Linked DNA regions of Pan troglodytes: region 1 is linked to region 2. A link is a contact called in public Hi-C data. All regions are on one chromosome and are shown on one strand. The core of a region is the stretch at or near the end of the contact, and the rest is flanking DNA. Distances in the headings are between cores, read along the strand shown. Region 1 holds the start of KISS1R (KISS1 receptor). Region 2 has its middle 21 kb from the start of MISP.

The links. Hi-C and Micro-C count contacts between places; a contact is called where the count stands out from the background.
Region 1: a Hi-C map of stem cell-derived neural progenitor cells shows a contact between it and region 2, with 4 times the contacts expected there. The contact joins the promoter of KISS1R here to the enhancer-like site in region 2. A contact is called at or near these places in 4 of 7 Hi-C or Micro-C datasets (blood, induced pluripotent stem cells, a lymphoblastoid cell line and 1 more), 1 of 1 datasets of contacts at active chromatin or transcription factors (stem cell-derived excitatory neurons) and 1 of 1 other capture datasets (stem cell-derived neural stem cells).

Annotation. Positions count from the first base shown.
Region 1 is chr20:3,199,630-3,205,452 of NHGRI_mPanTro3-v2.0_pri, reverse strand. KISS1R (KISS1 receptor) reads right to left here and starts at 2,348. Exons shown (of 5, transcript XM_016934502.4): 1 at 1,641-2,348; 2 at 726-850. The coding sequence starts at 1,884. R3HDM4 (R3H domain containing 4) reads left to right here and starts at 5,823. Exons shown (of 8, transcript XM_024351888.3): 1 at 5,823.
Region 2 is chr20:3,050,235-3,056,406 of NHGRI_mPanTro3-v2.0_pri, reverse strand. No RefSeq gene overlaps it. Among named protein-coding and RNA genes, the nearest start is that of MISP, 21 kb to the right of the region's middle. Within about 2 kb of position 2,441, at least 3 of the 24 cell types and tissues checked have an H3K27ac peak or open chromatin away from gene starts, as enhancers often do. A contact at or near this core is called in stem cell-derived neural progenitor cells and stem cell-derived neural stem cells, where this site is marked.

The sequences.
Region 1 (5,823 bases), core at 1,099-3,598, 150 kb before region 2:
CCCTGCTGATCCCCCTACGTGTGCGAACACTCAGGCACATACACGGGAAGTGTCCTGGGAGGAGTGTCCAGTGCGGGTTGAGGGGACAGAAGGTGGGGAGACTGGGAGAGGAGGGCAGGAGGATTGGGGAAGTGAGGGAGCCCTTGGGGGGCGGCTGATACCCCGAGTCTGAGACAGGGGGGCTGCGTGGGATGGAGGGACAGGCGGGGCAAGAAGCCTCAGGGCCTCAGTAGCCCTTCCTCACCAGTGACCCAGGTCCCCGTCTGCATCCCTCCCCCATTCCCGCCCCCCACTCCAGTTCTAGGCTGCACCACCGCCCAGCCCCTTCCCGCAAGCTGGGCACCCCAGCCCCTGGTTCTCCTATGCGTTGCCTCGCGCCCCGCCCAAGGTCCGTCCCCCCTTCCCACGTGGGCTCCCCCTCCCCACATGCGCCCGCCCCCCGCTCCGGAGCGCATCCCCTCTCCTCGTCCCCACGTGCGCCTCGTCCCCACGTGCGCCTCCTCCCCTCCTGCTCCAGAGTGCACCCCTGCCCCGCCCCACCATGCGCCCCCTCCCCTCCAGCTTCTGAGCGCATCTCCCTCCGTCCCCACGTGCGCTCCCTTCCCTCCTGCTCCGCAGCGCACCCCCCCTCCCCGTCCCCACGTACGATCCCCTCCCCTCCCACTGCGGAGCGCACCCCCGCCCGTCCCCAAGTGCGCCCTCTCCCCTCCTGCTCCGGAGCGCACCTGCTGGATGTAGTTGACGAACTTGCACATGAAGTCGCCCAGCACCCAGCCGGGCAGCGGGTACAGCAGGGCCGTGAAGGGGACGCAGCACAGGAGGAAGGTCACGTCCGTGGCCGCCAGGTTGGCTGCGGTGGGGATGCGCGGGCGCTGGGCGTGGGCGCCACTGGCCGCGGGAACCGCCCAGCGCTCCTGGCCCTGACCCCTGGCCCCCACCTTGGTCCGAGTGACCAGCAGGATGGCTCAGGGAGGCCCCCCCCAGCGCCCCTGGCCTCCTCGGGCGGAGAAGTTGGGGCGCCTTCTAGTAATTCCCCCTTACATCTCAAACATTACGCCTCCGGCTCGGATTTCCTGGCCATTCCGGCAGAAATCGGTTCTGCTGGGCCCTGTCCGGGCTGGGGGAGCCTAAGCAGGCCCCTGACCCTCTGAGCCTCAGTTTCCACAACTGCAAACTGGAGACAATGGTGCCGGCCCAGCAGCCACCGACTGGGCTCACAGCTGTGTGTGATAGGGGACCCCAGGACACAAATGCATAAACAGGCTCAGAGAGCCACCGGGGCAGGGGTCGCAAACGAAGGCCCGCGGGCCAAGCCAGCCCCTCCCCCAGCCCTTTGTTCAGCTGACACCGAGCCTTTGGCCCGCGCTGCACCGGGGCGAGCCCCGCGAGTGGCCAGGTCGAGGTTTCCATGTGCCACACTCCCCACCCTCCGGCCCGCCCGGGCCCGCCCGCGCTGGAGTTTGCGACCTCTAGCCTCAGGTGCAGGGACCACAGGGAAAAGATTCGAGGTGGGGGGGACCCCTGCAGGGGACCGAGCCGGGTCCGAGAGGGCCCCGATGCGTCGCGAGAGGGCGCCCCAGGCCGCTCGGCCCTCGGAGCCCCCGGGACGGCAGCAGGTGCGGCGCAGCGCCCGCACTCACCGATGTAGAAGTTGGTCACGGTCCGCATCGGCTTGTGGCGGCAGATGACGTAGATGACCAGCGAGTTCCCCACCAGGCCCAGCAGCATCAGCGCCGCGAAGAAGAGCGGCACGAGCCAGGCGTCCACGGCCCGCGGCGAAGGGACTGGGCCGTCCGAGGCGTTGGCGCCACAGCCCGGGCAGCCGGAGGCGTTGGCCGGTGCTCCCCAGGACGCGTTGGGCCCGGACGTAGCCACGGTGTGCATGGCCGCGCGCACCTCCTCCTCCCGGCCGCCCTCCAGGATTGCGCCCTGGCACCGCCCCGGGGACCCCTCCGCCCGACCGCCCGGGGGCTGCGCCTGTGGAACTCAGGAAGGGGCTCGGCCGGAGTCCGCAGGGTCCAGAGGGCAGCTGTGCTGGGCTCGGCGGCTCCTCTGCCGGCGCCGCTGCAGCCGAGCGTTTATAGCCCGTGCCCCCCTCCCCTGTCCTTGCCTTACCGCCTCTCCGGCAGCCGCTCGCCACTCCCTCCCCTGCCCACGCGCCCTCTATTCACCCAGCGGCAACCCCCCTATTCCCTCCTCCCGGTGCAAGGTCGGAGTGAGAGCGCGGGAGGGGGCTGAGGGGGGCGGAGCAGGCAGGGGGTGGGCCGCGTGGAGGCTGCTGTGGACCTGGAAGGACCGACCTTAACCAGCGAGTAGACGCTCAGCCCGGACTAGGAGCCCAGCCAAGGCGCGAACTCTAAGGCCTGTGAATATGGGAAGGGCTTTGACCCTCCTAGGGGCTGGGGCTCCAGGGGGTGGGCCCAGCCTGGCGGGGAGGCCAGCCCTCAGCGGAGACCCTGAGTGAGGATAGCTTGGGTTTGTCACCAGGACCCTGGAGAGCCATGGAAAGTTCAGGGCAGGTGAGGGAAGTCCCCGATCTGGCGGTTTGGGACTGAATGTGTCCCACATGACTGACAAGGGGTGTCTGATACCCGCAGGGACACTAGCAGCAGGAACCAGGTGGAGGGCACCTTGCAAAGGCCACAGCCTTATTATTATTATTATTATTACTGATTTATGTATTTATTTATTTTTTTGAGACAGAGTTTCGCTCAGGTCGCCCAGGCTGGAGTGCAGTGGCTCCATCTCGGCTCACTGCAAGCTCCGCCTCCCGGCTTCACGCCGTTCTCCTGCCTCAGCCTCCTGAGTAGCTGGGACTACAGGCGCCTGCCACCTCGCCCGGCTAATTTTTTGTACTTTTAGTAGAGTCAGGGTTTCACCGTGTTAGCCAGGATGGTCTTGATCTCCTGACCTTGTGATCCACCCTCCTCGGCCTCCCAAAGTGGTGGGATTACAGGCGTGAGCCACCGCGCCCGGCCTTTTATTATCATTATTGAGACAGGGTGTTGCTCTGTTGCCTAGGCTGGAGTGCAGTGGCACGATCTCGGCTCAAAGCAACCTCCGCCTCCCGGGTTCAAGCAATTCTCCTGCCTCAGCCTCCCGAGTAGCTGGGATTACAGGCGACTGCCACCATGCCCGGGTAATTTTTGTATTTTTAGTAGAGACCAGGTTTCACCACGTTGGCCAGGCTGGTCTCGAACTCCTGACCTCAGGTGATCCACCCTCCTAGGCCTCCCAACGTGCTGGGATTACAGGCGTGAGCTACTGCTCCCAGCCCAGCTAATTTTTTTTTAATTTTTAATTTTTTATTTTTTTGCAAATAAAGTTTTTTTAAATTTTTATTTATCTATTATTTTATTTTATTATTATTATACTTTAAGTTTTAGGGTACATGTGCACAATGTGCAGGTTAGTTACATATGTATACATGTGCCATGCTGGTGTGCTGCACCCATTAACTCGTCATTTAGCATTAGGTATATCTCCTAAAGCTATCCCTCTCTCCTCACCCCTTAAATTTTTTTGTAGAGACGAGATCTCACTAGGTTTCCCAGGCTTGTCTTGAACTCCTGAGCTCAAGCAGTCCTCCTGCCTCAGCCTTCCAAAGTGCTGGGATGACAAGCATGAGCCACCCAGCCCGGTCAGCACAACCTTGACCCCATAATCCCACAGCTGGAAGTGTACCCCAGGATGACATCAAGGAGGTTCCCCCAAAGTCCATCCTGCAACAGAGTTCCAAGATGTTTGGTCATCATGGAGTAATACACAGCGAAGAAAAAGGTGCTGCCATTTGCATAAAAAAAGACAAAAAAGGGAGGAAAATAAATGAATAGGCCGGGCACAGTGGCTCATGCCTGTAATCCCAGCACATTGGGAGACCGAGGCAGGTGGATCACTTGAGGTCAGGAGTTCCAGACCAGCCTGGCCAACGTGGTGAAACCTGGTCTCTACTAAAAATACAAAAATTACCCGGGCATGGTGGAGGGTGCCTGTAATCCCAGCTACTTGGGAGGCTGAGGCAGGAGAATCACTTGAGCCCAGGAGGTGGAGGTTGCAATGACCTGAGATTGCATCACTGCAGGCTGGGTGACAGAGCGAGACTCTCTCCAAAAAAAAAAAAAAGAAGAAGAAGAAGAAGAAGGTACAGACAGGACAGGCCCCTGAAGGGAAGCCCTGGAACCCAGAATGGGAGGAAGGCCCAGGAAGTTCTCTGGAGTTGCCTCCCTCTCTCACGAATAAATGTTCAGGTCCATTCTTTGAGCATCTACCCTTACCCTGTGCCTGATGGATGGGGAAACCACTCATTCCCGATGCCCAGCTCCCCTGCCAGTCACTCCTGATCCATCTCTCCATTGTCGTTTTTCACCTCTTTGCACATTTATCTATAGGAATCTCACAGTGCACGCTTTTTTGTGTCTATCTATAGTTTCTCATCCTTTTCTTTTTCCTCCTTACTCTTTCTTTCTTTTTCTTTTCTTTTCTTTTTCTTTTCTTTTTTTTTTTTTTCTTTTTTTTTTTTTTTTTGAGACAGCGTCTCGCTCTGTTGCCCAGGCTGGAGTGCAATGGCATAATCTCGGCTCACTGCAAGCTCCGCCTCCTGGGTTCACGCCATTCTCCTGCCTCAGCCTCCTGAGTAGCTGGAACTACAGGCGCCTGCCACCATGCCCGGCTAATTTTTTGTATTTTTGGTAGAGATGGGGTTTCACCGTGTTAGCCAGGATGGTCACAATCTCCTGATCTCATGATCCACCCGCCTTGGCCTCTCAAAGTGCTGGGATTACAGGTGTGAGCCACTGTGCCTGGCTTTTTTTTTTTTTTTTTTTTTTTTTTTTTGAGACAGAGTAGAGTCTTACTCTGTGGCCCAGGCTGGAGTGAAGTGGACGGCTCCCTGCAACCTTTGCCTCCCATGTTCAAGCGATTCTTGTGCCTCAGCCTCCCATGTAGCTGTGACTACGGGTGCATACCACCACGCCTGGCTAATTTTTGTATTTTTAGTAGAGAGGGGGTTTCACCGTGTTAGCCAGGATGGTCTCGATCTCCTGTCCTTGTGATCCGCCCACCTCGGCCTCCCAAAGTGCTGGGATTACAGGTGTGAGCCACCGCGCCCGGCCCTTTCTTTTTATTGTAGAGATGGGTTTTCATCATGTTGCCCAAGCTAGTCTCAGACACCTGGACTCAAGTGATCCACTGGCCTTGGCTTCCCAAAGTGCTGGGATTACAGGCGTGAGCCACCACGTTGGCCACCAGGCCTAATTTTAGAGAAGAGTAAACTGAGGCTAAGCAGGGGAAGGGGTTGCCTAGCCGAGGCTCCAGGGCTGGGAGGGGCAGGTGGAAGGAAGGCTCGGGCAGTTTTAATTTCCGCCATCCTCTGCCTCCAAAAAGAACGTTCCCTCCCTCGTCGATGCCCAGGCCTTAGTTTCCCTGTCCGTGTCTCCTCGCCTCCCTGGGCTGGATTCCTGGCTCAGTCCGCAGCCCGGATCGGGACGCCGGGTTGTGGTTGAGTTTTCGACCCCTCGCCTAGGTGTCCCTCCTTCCCGGAGCTAGATTTCTGGGTGTAGGGATCGTGGCCGGCCCCGCCTCCCGCCTCAGTCTCCCCTTTCGTCCCCCCAGGTGCTGGATCCCGGCCCCGCCTGCCTCGGTTTCCCCGTTCGTTCCCTGTTGGCTGGATCCCCGCCCCGCGCGCCTCGGTTTCCCCGTTCGTCCCCCCAGGGGCTGGATCCCCTCCCCGCGCGCCTGGGTTTCCGCGTTCGTTCCCGGCAGCCGGGAGGTGGGTGCCCCGGCCCCGCCGCGCAGCCCCAGGCCCCGCCCCTGCCCGCCTCCGGG
Region 2 (6,172 bases), core at 1,192-3,691:
GCTGGGATTACAGGTGTGAGCCACTGCGCCCGGCCCTGCGGGCTCTGTTTTCTACCTCTAAATAGTTGGTCAGGGCCGGGCTCGATGGCTCACACCTGTAATCCCAGCACTTTGTGGGGATGAGGCAGGAGGATCACTTGAGGAGTTCAAGACCAGCCTGGGAAACATGGTGAGAACCCCATCTCTACAAATAATTTTTTTTTTTAGATGGAGTCTCACTCTGTCATCTCTACAAATAATTTTTTTTTTAGATGGAGTCTCCCTCTGTCACCCAGGCTGGAGTGCGATGGCTCAATCTCAGCTCACTGCAACCTCCACCTCCCAGGTTGAAGCAATTCTCCTGCCTCAGCTTCCTGAGTAGCTGGGATTACAGGTGAACGCCATCACACCCAGCTAATTTTTTTTTTTTTTTTTTAAGTAGAGACGGGGTTTTGCCACGTTGGCCAGGCTGGTCTTGAACTCCTGACCTCAAGTGATCCGCCCGCCTTGGCCTCCCGAAGTGCTGGGATTACAGGCATGAGCCACCGTGCCCGGCCCTGTCCAGGCTTTCAAGGAGCACTAAGCAAACACCATCCGGTTACGGGAATGAGAACGTGAAAGTGGCGGCAGGTGCGTTTTCTCCCTGGTGGGGCGAGGGCCGCGGCTGCATCCTTGGTGTTTGCCGCCCTCTGGTGGCAGCGTGCGTCGGCTCCTCTCCGGCTCACACCAGAAAGTCACATGGAAGTCATTGTCTGCTGAGAATTCGTTAATTTACTTGGTCAGAACCAACATTCATTCTTTTTTTTTTTTTTTTTTGAGACGGAGTCTCGCTCTGTCGCCCAGGCTGGAGTGCAGTGGCGCGATCTCGGCTCACTGCAAGCTCCACCTCCCGGGTTCACGCCACTCTCCTGCCTCAGCCTCCGGAGTAGCTGGGACTACAGGCGCCCGCCACCACGCCCGGCTAATTGTTTGTATTTTTAGTAGAGACGGGGTTTCACCATGTTAGCCAGGATGGTCTCAATCTCCTGACCTCGTGATCCGCCCGCCTCGGCCTCCCAAAGTGCTCGGATTACAGGCATGAGCCACCGCGCCCGGCCTCAACATTCATTCTTATTCCTCACTGATTTTCACCAGGTGCCCGGTGACCCTCATGACGTCCCCCAGGGCAGGGATGTCAATGTGGCGACTTCACTTACAGATAAGGACACTGAGGCTGGGAGAGGGGTAGGCCTTGCCCAGGGTCCCTCAGGGGCATGTGGCAGAGCTGGGACTCTGTCCTGGGCTTGGAGCCTGAGCTCCCAACACCGAAGGAACCTGAGGATGCTGTGTGGCACCTGGAACCAGCTGAGCCTGAAGCTGGCCCTACATTGATGTTTCAGTTACGGGAACCCATAAAGCCTGGTTTTGCCAAAGTCAGTCTGAGTTGTGTTTGCTTGTGTCCTCTCCTAAATCTCTTTATTTTATTTATTTATTTTTGAGACGAAGTCTTGCTCTGTTGCCCAGGCCGGAGTGTAGTGGCGCGATCTCAGCTCACTGCAACCTCCATCTCCCAGGTTTAAGTGATTCTCGTGTCTCAGCCTCCTGAGTAGCTGGGACTAGGCACGCGCTACCACGCCTGCCTAATTTTTTTAATTTTTATTATTTATTTATTTATTTATTTTTATTTTTTGAGTTGGAGTCTCGCTCTTGTTGCCCAGCCTGGAGTGCAATGGTGCGATCTCGGCTCACCACAATCTTTGCCTCCTGGGTTCAAGCGATTCTCCTGCCTCAGCCTCCCGAGTAGCTGGGATTACAGACGCCTGCCACCATGCCCAGCTAATTTTTTGTATTTACTAGAGACAGGGTTTCACCATGTTGGTCACGCTGGTCTCAAACTCCTGACCTCAGGTGATCCACCTCCTGCCTCAGCTTCCCAAAATGCCAGGATTACAGGCATGAGCTACCATGCCTGGCCCCTGCAGGGTTAATTAAAATGGAGTTGAGGCCAGGTGCCGTGGCTCATGCCTGTAACCCCAGCACTTTGGGAGGCTGAGGCGGGTGGATCATCTGAGGTCTAGAGTTCCAGACCATCCTGCCCAACATGGAGAAACCCCGTCTCTACTAAAAATACAAAAATTAGCCAGGCGTGGTGGGGGGTGCCTGTAATCCCAGTTACTCCGGGGGTTGAGGCAGGAGAATCGCTTGAACCCAGGAGGCAGACGTTGTGGTGAGCTGAGATTGCGCCGCTGCACTCCAGCCTGGGCAACAGCGTGAGACTCTGTCTCAAAAAACCAAACAAACAAAAAAGAGAATTCTCCTCCTTTCCCTGGCATATCATGATACACTGAGCCAGGAGGAAACCAGGAAAGAATATGAACTCCCTCCTGCTAGCAGCAAGCGCCAGCGGACAGTTTTGCCCGCCCCAAAGGCCTCTGTGATTGCTGTGATGTCCGCAGACCTTCCAGACACGCTCTCCCGCCCCTGGAAATTTCACTAGGAATTCGTCTAAACCTCTCACAGAGTAACTTCTGGAATGTGTCTGCTCAGCAGGCAGAATTCTGTCTGATTTTCCAAGGGGCTGACTCATTACAGGAATTAAACTAAATCTTTTTTTTTTGAGACACAGTCTTGCTCTGTCGCCCAGGCTGGAGTGCCGTGGCGCGATCTTGGCTCACTGCAACCTCCACCTCTCGGGTTCAAGCGATTCTCCTGCCTCAGCCTCCCGAGTAATTGGGATTACAGGTGCGCACCACTGCGCCCGGCTAATTTTTGTATTTTTAGTAGAGACAGGGTTTCACCACATTGGCCAGGCTGGTCTCGATCTCCTGACCTTGTGATCCGCCCGCCTCGGCCTCCCAAAATGGTGGGATTACAGGTGTGAGCGACTGCACCCGGCAAACTAAATCTTAAAAAAACAGGACAGAATAGGCGGGGCGAGGTGGCTCACGCCTGTAATCCCAGCACTTTGGGAGGCTGAGGCAGGTGGATCACCTGGAGTCAGGAGTTCGAGACCAGCCTGGCCAATATGGAGATAACCCTGTCTCTACTAAAAATACAAAATTAGCTGGGCGTGGTGGGGGCGTGGGCCTGTAATCTGTAATCCCAGCTACTTGAGAGGCTGAGGCAGGAGAATCGCTGGAATTCAGGAGGCAGAGGTTGCGGTGAGCAGAGATCATGCCACGGCACTCCAGCCTGGGCAAACGGAGCGAAACTTTATCTCAAACAAACAAAAGGACAGAATAATACAAGATGAAAGTGCACATTTTCTTTTTATTTTTAAATTAATTAATTAATTCTTTAGGACAGAGCCTTGTTCTGTCGCCCAGGCCGGAGTGCAGTGGCACAATCTTGGCTCAGTGCAACCTCCACCTTCTGGGTTCAAAGGATTCTCCTGCCTCGGCCTCCCGGGTAGCTGGGATTACAGGCGCCCACCACCACACCTATTTTTTGTATTTTTAGTAGAGATGGGGTTTCACCATGTTGGCCAGGCTGGTCTCGAACTCCTGACCTCAGGTGATCCGCCCGCTTCAGCCTCCCAAAGTGTTGGGATGACAGGCGTGAGCCACCACATCTTCCTCCTCTTGGTCTTCTGCTGAGTGAGCAAGTCCCCAGGTCCTTGGGGACAGATGTGAGGTGGAGCCCTGAGTGATTTGCTGAAGTGACTTCTGGGGTACAGGGGCTACACTGTTGGAGTCTGAAGTGTGTGGCAGGCTGGGTTATGTGGGGCTCAAATGTCTGAGCCTCGGTCTCTCCTCTGGACAGCAGGGTGGGGTGCCTTCAGGAGTAGGACCATCCGGGCTGTTACTGTAGCCCCTGCTGCCCCCCCACCCCGCTCTTGACTGAGGGGTCTGCAGGCAGTGACACCAGATCCCACTGGCTGGACTCAGCCTTGAGCAGCAGAAGCTACATCCTGCTTCTGAGAATTCTTTATGGCACAGGACAAAGAAAATCATGGCTGGGAGGAGAGCAGGTTTTAAGAATTTAGGATGAGGGCCGGGTGTGGTGGCTCATGCCCATAATCCCAGTAATTTGGGAGGCCGAGGCGGGCGGATCACCTGAGGTCAGGGGTTTGAGACCAGCCTGCCCAACATGGAGAAACCCCGTCTCTACTAAAAATACAAAAATTAGCCGGGCGTGGTGGCGGGCACCTGTAATGCCAGCTACGCGGGAGGCTGAGGTGGGAGAATCCCTTGAACCCGGGAGGCGGAGCTTGCAGTGAGCCGAGATGGCGTCACTGCACTCCAGCCTGGGCGACAGAGCGAGACTTCGTCTCAAAAAAAACAAAATACAAAAAAACAAATTTAGGATGAGACGGGGAGGGAGGAAAGCAAAAATCATGGAAAAAGAGAGAGGTCAGGAGGGACAGAAACAGGGAGATAGACGTGGAGAGAGAGGCCTGAACACCAGAAATGGACAGACAGACAGGAGAGATAAAGGGCTGGGGACCTGGTGTTGAGTCTGGAGGATAGATCGTGGCCTCTGATCCAGAGTTGGGGGTGGACATCACTTCCTGCAACGAAGCAGGCGGTTCTTCTTGAACCCAGCGCCCAGGGGCAGTGAGGGGCATTACGGGGTCAGGGGAGACCCTGCCGAGCCTCTGAGAACTGGGGCTGCTGTGGGACCATCTTGCTGGCAGGACGATGGGCAGGGTGAGGTGACCGTCCAACTGGGATGATGTGGGAATAATGCACCCCTTGGTGACGTGGTGTCTGGCAACAGGCCACAGCCAGGGCCAGGGACACTGAAGACGGGGACCCCGGCCGCGCACAGAGCCTTGCCCTTTGGTCTTGGCAGGGGGCTTGTGCAGGGCACAACCTGTGCAACAGTCCTGGGCGGCCCTGATTAGAGGTGACTGAAGGGTCACAGAGAAGGGGGATGTCGAGATCCTCTGTCGTGGGCAGAACAATGGCCCCAAAGACATCCCTGTCCTAATCCCCGGGACCTGTGGCCGTGTCGCCTCTCGTGGCAGAAGCACCTGCAGATGGGACTGAGTGATGGACCGTGAGACAGGAGAACATCCTGGGTGACATGGAGGCCCAGTGTCCTCACATGGCCCTCACAAGAGGAGGCAGGAAGGTGAGCCTGAGAGAGACGGGGAGAGATTGCTTTTTTTTTTTTGAGACAGAGTCTCACTCTGTCGCCCAGGCTGGAGTCCAGTGGCACCATCTTGGCCCACTGCAACCTCTGCCACCTGGGTTGGAGCAATTCTCCTCCCTCAGCCTTTGGAGTAGCTGGGATTAAAGGTGTGCACCACCGTGCCTGGCTAATTTTTGTATTTTTAGTAGAGATGGGGTTTGGCCACGTTGGCCAGGCTGGTCTTGAACTCCTGACCTCAGGGGATCCACTCACCTCGGCCTCCCAGAATGCTGGGATTACAAGCCTGAGCCACAGTTCCTGGCCTTTTGTTTTGTTTTGTTTTTTGAGATGGAGTTTTGCTCTTGTTGCCCAGGCTGGAGTGCAATAGCACGATCTTGGCTCACTGCAATCTCCACCTCCCCAGTTCAAGTGATTCTCCTACCTCAGCCTCCCAAGTAGCTGGGATTACTGGCATTTGCCACCACGCCCAGCTAATTTTTTGTATTTTTAGTAGAGACGGACTTTCACCATGTTGGTCAAGCTGGTCTCGAACTCCTGACCTCAGGTGATCTACCCGCCTTGGCCTCCCAAAGTGTTGGGATTACAGGCGTGAGCCACTGCGCCCAACCATGTCTGCTGTTTTAAGTCATTAAGTGGATGGTGATTTGTTATAGTAGCCAGTGGAGGCTCACACATCCTCAGAGCACAGGGACAGAGGGACAGAACACGGGGCATCGGGGGAAGATGGGGTGGCAGACAGTGGAGAAACTGATGGGACTCACCCAGGACTGTGCGTGAGGCCCTCCCTTCCTGCAGGCCCCACGTTTGGTTCTTGGGGTTGGAATAGAATTGCCCTGACATGAAAGAAGTCACCAACTATGGCCACTGAGGCTCCCTCTATGGGCACATAACCTGCCTCCTCCATCAGACTGGGGTCCCCCTGAGGGCAGATGCCTCCTCCATCAGATAGGGTCTCCCTGAGGGTAGATGCCTCCTCCGTCAGACTGGGGTCTCCCTGAGGGTAGATGCCTCCTCCGTCAGACTGGGGTTTCCCTGAGGGCAGATGCCTCCTCTTCCAGACTGGGGTCTCCCTGAGGGCAGATGCCTCCTCTTCCAGACTGGGGTCTCCCTGAGGGCA